Linked DNA regions of Mus musculus: region 2 is linked to region 1. A link is a contact called in public HiChIP or PLAC-seq data. All regions are on one chromosome and are shown on one strand. The core of a region is the stretch at or near the end of the contact, and the rest is flanking DNA. Distances in the headings are between cores, read along the strand shown. Region 1 has its middle 3.2 kb from the start of Lefty2. Region 2 overlaps Cnih4 (cornichon family AMPA receptor auxiliary protein 4).

Region 1 (3,767 bases), core at 603-3,102:
TGCATCTGCCCCCTAAGGCCTCTCTGGCTCAGAGGTCTAAGTGTGTGCAGAAGGAAACCTTTCCTGTAGCCAATGAGAGGTGAACAATGGCCACAGAGGAGCTTAAGGGCCAAAGGGCCTGGTGGACAGGGATCACCTCTCTGCCTTCCCAGGAGGACACTGGCCCCTGGGTGTGTATGCGCTGTGTTCTACCTTTCTCAAACAACCCTGAGAGCAGAGAAAACCCTCTCAGGTTCAAGGGCTCTGGGTAACAGCCCAAACACACACACACACACACACACACACACACACACACACACACACGAGTGCATGCACGAGCACACATATGTACACATTCTCACGTACATATTAATATATGTAGAAGATTTATAGTAGTAAGTGGGTGGGCTCAGAACTTAGAAGAGGAACATAACTGCCGGGCAGGGTGGCGCACGCCTTTAATCCCAGCACTCGAGGGGCAGAGGCAGAATTTCTGAGTTCGAGGCCAGCCTGGTCTACAGAGTGAGTTCCAGGACAGCCAGGGCTATACAGAGAAACCCTGTCTCAAAAAAAAACCCAAAAAAAAAAAAAAAGAGAGGAGCAGAAATAACTCTGATAAGGCTAAGGGTCTAAGTCTCTAGTACAGCATTTGCAAGTCCTTGGTTTTGATCTCTACCACGTCAAAGAAAAGAAAAAAAAATCTGTCCCTAATCATAATAAATCATGCATGCAAGATGTGTGTGTGGTTTTGGGGTGTGTGTGTGTGTGTGTGTGTGTGTGTGTGTGTGTGTGTTGGCTTTGTTTTGTTTTGTGACAAGGTCTCATTATGTAGCCCAGGCTAGCCTTGAACTCAAAGTCCTCCTACCTCAGCCTCCCTGGTGCAGAGATTCTAGGCATGTACTACCATGCCTGGCATTGTTAACTCTTTATCCCTGGGGTAGACAGGGAGGTTTGCATTATTATTTCCACTTAATAGATGAAGACACCGAGGCGTAAAACTGTTACATGACCTGTCTAAGGGCAGATATTGACTGCCAAAGTTAGGGCTATTTGGATATATATGACAGAGAGTTTGGAGGGGTCACAGGATAGGCAGGCTGAAGTAAGAGGAAATATAGAAATCCAGGCAGCTGGCCCCAGAGAGGGAAGTCCCAGGGTCACAGACCTGCTTCTCAGTCATTTTTCTCTTATCTCCCACCTCTGTTTCCAAGGAAACTAGGTAATGCCCCAGAAGGACTTCAAATGTCTCATCTGGGGCTGGGGGTAGCTCAGTGTCTGGACGCTCACCTAGCATTCGAAAGGTCCTGAGTTCCATCCCCCAGCACAGAAAAACAGAAAAACAAAATCTAATCCCATCCTGGAGCTCACATCTCCTAATGAGGAGCCCCTGAAATATAAGACCCCCACTCTGTATCCGGCTTTCTTCAAAAGGAACACCGCCGCTGCCTTCCTTTGCAAGTGATTAACAGGGAAGGGACTTTATAGGATGCTAACATTTGGGGCTTTAGTCAAGCCAAACGGCACAGAGGTGTCACATTTACAGGCCACCAGAACGTGAGGTCCTTCGTCCCTGGAAGCTCTTCTGGGCTGGTGTGCCTTAAATATGCAAGAGTTCACCACCCTTGCAATGGGCGAAAGGAAACCCTGTGGCTTATCATCGTAGCTGGCTTCGTGTCAAAATGTAACACCCAAGGCCCTGCTGTGTTCAGTAAGACCTTCTGTGCCAGAGCCAAAGGACAGGCATCTGGGGCAGATGCTTTCTGACTTGCAGATGTACACAGGGGATCTCTACCGCCACCTCAAGGACACCTTGGGTCTGAGGCCTTCTGGGGCACCCAGAGTGATCAGCAATAGAATAGCTAAGCCTAGGAAGTTCAGAATTGGGCCCTGGGTAGAAGAGGAACTGCATAGTCATTATTTGGCCTCGCTAAGGACCTGGGATAGGGAATCTCAGCTTTCTGAATCCGTCCTCTGCTTTGCAGAGAGTGTTTTTCTCTGTGTGTCTACTGCATATGTGTGTTTCCTCGCCCCCAATAAAAACACCTTGTTTTTTAAAAATATATCTTTATATTTACTTATTTTATGTATGTGAGTACATTGTGGTTCTCCTCGGACGCACCAGAAGAGGGCACACACCAGAGGACGGCATCGGATCCTATTACAGATGGTTGTGAGCCACCACATGGCTGCTGGGAATTGAGCTCAGGACCTCTGGAACAAGAGCCAGTGATCATAACCGCTGAGCCATCTCTCTAGCCTATAAAAACACCTTTTTTTTTTTTTAAGTTAAAAAGAAAAAACCTGGAATACCTGGGAGTCGCTTTAGGGACTCAGAATCCCTGGGCCCTGAGGCTGAATTGGCGAACCCTTCCCCAGAGCACTCCTGGGGTGACCTCTAGGGGCGTGCATAGGTGATCCACACTGAGAAACTAAGCCCCCTTCCCAATTTAGGGAACGCCCCATCATCATCGCCTGGTGATGTTCAGTATCAATGAAGGACTGGTCTAGACAAACCATCCTCTTTCCCTGCTAGTGTGTAGAACCAGACATCTCAGAGCAGAAACTAACTATCCAGACAGTGTAGATGGTACAGAGAAAACAGTCTCGGAGGGGCTGCAGCATTCCAGGGTCACACGGGACTGATACACAGACACTCAAAGGTCATAGCTCTTCCCACACCTCAAACTCTGTCTGCTGCTGGCTTTACTGCCAGATGCCATCCATCAGCAGCAGGCAGCTTGGGAACCCAGACGACTCGGGGTCCAATGGGGGCAGGGCAGTGTAAAACGCAGACAGAAAAACAGAGGGTCAATCTCCCAGAGTCGATCTTCCCAAGACTCCTGGATGTGGATTCCCAGGAGCCCTCGGAGTTCTGTTGGGGAAATACAGTGATTGGGCAATTAGCCACGGCCCAAAGAAGGAAGCAGATGTGGATTAGGAAACTTTTACAGTGGGCAGATTGCCCAAGTAGGGGGAGGGTGGGGCTACTTTTGTGATGCAAAAGCTAGGCCTCTCCCTCATATTGTGGATCTGAGTGGGACGGGGTGTCTGAGGTGGAGCCCGGCCCGGCCTGAAAGCCGGAAAGCACCTCCGGTCCTAGAAAGCTGTGTAAATCAGACCTCTCCCCCAAGGGCTTCTAAGGCGGGGACAGGGCAGACTTCTTTGAGGTTGCAGAGGTGCCCCCTCCTCCACCACAGCCCCGCCCTTCGGAGCTTCTATGCTGCGAATGTTCTGAGTGGTCACAGAAGTGCTGTGGCAAAATACAAACACTTGAGGCCACCACCTGATGTGTGTTCCTTAGGGCCGGTGCACAAGCACCGAACGAACTCCCCACAACCCTGTTCGCTCCATCCTCTGGGGCCCATAGTCCAGGGCGAGTCATTCCACACAGTGGGGCATCACAGAGCCTCCATGCAAAACACCTCCGTGCTTCAGGGTTGGCCCTGTGCCTTCCCTTTCCACGGCCTACTGTTCTGTCACTCTCTACCAGGCCAGTGTGCTCCAGAAGTTGATATTTGAGTCACCTGTGAGACCTGTGGCCTCCTGAACCCTGGCTGCCTAGATTTCACTAGAGACAGGGTCCAGACATCAGAAGGTAAAGATTCTTCTGTTGGAGACATAGGGCAGAGGGGACAGGGGTGTGTCAGAGCAGTCAGTCCAGTGAGACAAATGTCTAAATCAGATTAGAGGATTATTCCATTCATAGACAACCCAGCCCTTCCAGAGGATGGTACCTCCGCTTCCTGACTACCTCTGACGCAAAGAAAGAAAAGGATGGGGGAGGGGAA
Region 2 (3,767 bases), core at 550-3,049, 270 kb before region 1:
CAGAGCTACACAGAGAAACCCTGTCTCGAAAAATCAAAAAAAAGTAGGCACATGCCCTTTTCTCAGCACTCAGGAGGCAGAGGCTTGCAGATCTCTGTGAGTTTAAGAGAGACTCGGTATAAATAATAATACTAATGGTGACTCATGGCTGGCCTGGCCTCTGAAGCACCTTCTTTGGGTAGCTGACCTTAACTCAGTGCAGTTGTGAGGTCTCCTTCCACAGCCCATCCTGCTCCTATGTGGCCTAGCGTACAAGCGGTTCTTGGTCTGTGAGCTGTGAGGATAAGACCCAGGCGTCTTCTCCCTCATTCTCTGTACTACCACAGACTACAACTGCCAAGCTGAATACTTCGGGATTGATACTGCTCCTTCTTGTCACTTGAGGTGACATCAGGACAGGAAATACTCAAGAAAAATCACCTCAGTTAAAAATGAAATAAAGGGGGCTGGAGAGATGGCTCAGCAGTTAAGAACACTGGCTGTTCTTCCAGAGGTCCGAGTTCAATTCCCAGCAACTACATGGTGGCTCACAACCATCTCTAATGGGATCTGATGCTCTCTTCTGGTGTTATCTGAAAACAGTTTCAGTATATTCACATAAAAAAAATTTTTTTTTAAAGAAAAAGAAAAAAAAAAAAAAGCTGGGGGGGTGGTGGCGCACCCCTTTAATCCTAGAACTTGGGAGGCAGAGGCAGGCGGATTTCTGAGTTCGAGGCCAGCCTGGTCTACAGAGTGAGTTCCAGGAAACCCTGTCTGGAAAAACCAAAACCAAAACCAAAACCAAAACCAAAACCAAAACCAAGGAAGGAAGGAAGGAAAAGAAAGAAAAGAAAAAGAAAAAAACCGGGCATGGTGGCGCACGCCTTTAATCCTAGAACTTGGGAGGCAGAGGCAGGCAGATTTCTGAGTTCGAGGCCAGCCTGATCTACAGAGTGAGTTCCAGGACTGCCAGGGCTACACAGAGAAACCCTGTTTCGAAAAACAAAAAACATAAAACAAAACAAAAGGGCCTGGAGAGATGGCTCTGGTTAAGACCATCTGCTGCTCTTTCAGAGGACTCGGGTTCAATTCTTAGCACCCACAAGGTAGCTCTCAACTGTCTATAACTCCAGTTCCAGGGGATTCAACACCCTTGCACAGACACATACACAAGAACACCACCAATGCACATAAAAAATAAAAATAAATAATTTTTTACAAATGAGACACAGCCAGGCATGGTGGCGCATACCTTCAATCCCAGCACCTGGGAGGCAGAGGCAGGTGGATCTCTATGAGTTTAAGGCCAGCCTGAAAGTGGGTTCCAGGATACCCAGGACTACACACTGAAACCTTGTCTTGAAAAACAATGAAAATAAACAAAAAAGAGAAATATATCTTATGTGCAAGGATCAACCTTGTTCTTGATCATCTGATCAAGATCAACCTTGACTAACAAATGACTCCAGCGCATGGACAAAACTCAGCCTTACTCAGTTACCAACAGAATAACCAGTCAGGCTCATTAAACACACAGTGTACAGTGCAGGTTAAATGCTGTCGCTGATAATTTGAAGATTTTGAGTTTACTATAGATGATAAACTCAAGCACTTCATAGCACTTAGTTCTTGCTGCAATCCCATGAGGTAAGTTTTAGTGAGAGCCCATGATCAGATGAAAACCCAAGGTACAGAGAGGCTAAGTAAGAAGTGCACCCTAAATCTCACAATAGGTAGTAGAGCCCAGATCCCACTGGGTGAGCAACGTGGCCATCAGATCCAAGGCATGCGCTCCACCCTTCTCTAAAACAATGGGAGCATTTCCCCAAAACTTTACTTCCATTTAAGGATTCCCTGAATGCAAGCTGAGTGAAAGGTACTGGAGCAGGTGTGAGAGAAATGGAAAACCCCTGAAATAAAAGCTGACAATCTGGTGATAAAATCTTTTTTAAACAAAAGCATCCACCCCAACCATTTCAACTACGGATCACATTCAGGGGGTAAGGTAACCACGATGTACCCAAAACAAGAAGCCGACAAAGGCAAACGAGGATAGAAAAGGGGAGGATGCACCCCACAGGGTACAGCAGCCCAGACTAAACAGTGCCTCAGGCTGCCCACTGGTAGCAGTAAGGACCACACCCTAGCCCTGCCCCTAAAGTGCTACGCTCTCTCTCTGTCTCTCTTGTTTTCTTATTTTTGAGATAGGATCTTGCTGTAACTTGGGAACCATGGATCTTACTAAGTAGTCCTGGATGGCACTAATTTGTGATTCTCAGCCTCTCAAATGCTGAGATTAAAGATGTAAACCACTATGCCTGGCTAAAATAATGCTTTACAAACCAGTATCTTGGGGTGGAGACATAGCTCAGTGCTTAAGAGCACTTCTTGTCCTTGAGGAGGACCAAGTTTCAGTTCCCAGCACTTGTATGGCAGCTCATAACTGTAACTCAAGTTCTAGGACATCCCCTTCTCTCTGTCTGTCTGTCTGTCTGTCTGTCTGTCTGTCTGTCTGTCTGTGTACATACATATGTATGCATGTACATATTTTTCCTTCTGGCTTTTTGAAACAGAACAGTGAAACCTCTCAGCTAGACTCTATGAGTAAAGAAGACCAATGGCAGTTTTAAGTATATCAATCACCTCAACAGCTAAGAAATAGGTGGTACACAATGGAGTACTACTCAGCTATTAAAAAGAATGAATTGCCGGGCGTGGTGGCGCACGCCTTTAATCCCAGCACTCGGGAGGCAGAGGCAGGTGGATTTCTGAGTTCGAGGCCAGCCTGGTCTACAAAGTGAGTTCCAGGACAGCCAGGGCTATACAGAGAAACCCTGTCTCAAAAAACAAAAAAACAAAAAAATAAAAAAATAAAAAGAATGAATTTATGAAATTCCTAGGCAAATGGTTGGACCTGGAGGGCATTATCCTGAGTGAGGTAACCCAATCACAAAAGAACTCAAATGATATGTACTCACTGATAAGTGGATATTAGCCCAGAAACTTAGAATACCCAAGATATAGTGTGGTGGTTTGAATATGCTTGGCCCAAGGACTGGCATTGTTAGATGTGGCCTTGTTGGACTCGGTGTGGGCTTTACTACCCTTGTCCTAGCTTCCTGGAAGTCAGTCTTCCATGAGGAGCCTTCAGATGAAGGTGTAGAACTCTCAGCTCCTCCTGCACCATGCCTGCCTGGATGCTGCCATGTCCCTGCCTTGATGATAATGGACTGAACCTCTCAACTTGTAAGCCAGCCCCAATTAAATGTTGTCTTTTCTAAGACTTGCATTGGTCAGGGTGTCTGTTCACAGCAGTAAAACCCTAACTAAGACAGTTAGATCGAACACTAATTTAATGACATAAAAAATGAACACAGCTACAATAAATTCACATAATTTCCAAAAGTGTTACAATGTTAATTCAAAATTCTCCAGTACAGTAATACCTCACAAAACAAAGGCAGGCATGGTATTCAGAATGAAAGCTATTCTAAACTTACCTATAGAGATACATGAAGAAACAGAGCAGGTAGAAACCAAGCTTGATCATGGCTTCTTTCATGTGTGACTTTAACTGTCCCCGGTTGTGTATTTCTGTTGGATCAAATACTCCCATGTTGCCACTTGGCACCATAATGAACCTGACAAAGGACACACACATTAAAAGACACTCAGATCTCAGCATGAATACTGAAAAACAGTTTCAAAATAGCAGTGAACCTGCAAATGTGAGCCAAGTACTGCAGCCTCAAATTCAGACAAAATAGAGCTGCATGATGAAGTCTACC

What was found. HiChIP or PLAC-seq counts read pairs in DNA pulled down with a chosen protein or histone mark.
Region 2: an H3K27ac HiChIP or PLAC-seq map of embryonic stem cells shows a contact between it and region 1, with 12 read pairs. The contact joins two enhancer-like sites. A contact is called at or near these places in 17 of 39 promoter capture datasets (the 3T3-L1 cell line, 3T3-L1-derived adipocytes, the C10 cell line and 11 more), 2 of 484 Hi-C or Micro-C datasets (embryonic stem cells and pre-B cells), 3 of 115 datasets of contacts at active chromatin or transcription factors (embryonic stem cells and large pre-B cells) and 3 of 9 other capture datasets (adipose tissue, embryonic stem cells and liver).

The regions. Positions count from the first base shown.
Region 1 is chr1:180,888,041-180,891,807 of GRCm38.p6, reverse strand. No RefSeq gene overlaps it. Among named protein-coding and RNA genes, the nearest start is that of Lefty2, 3.2 kb to the left of the region's middle. Within about 2 kb of position 1,852, at least 26 of the 459 cell types and tissues checked have an H3K27ac peak or open chromatin away from gene starts, as enhancers often do. A contact at or near this core is called in embryonic stem cells, where this site is marked.
Region 2 is chr1:181,161,928-181,165,694 of GRCm38.p6, reverse strand. It overlaps Cnih4 (cornichon family AMPA receptor auxiliary protein 4), which reads right to left. Exons shown (of 5, transcript NM_030131.3): 4 at 3,480-3,620. Among named protein-coding and RNA genes, the nearest start is that of Cnih4, 13 kb to the right of the region's middle. Within about 2 kb of position 1,799, at least 5 of the 459 cell types and tissues checked have an H3K27ac peak or open chromatin away from gene starts, as enhancers often do. A contact at or near this core is called in embryonic stem cells, where this site is marked.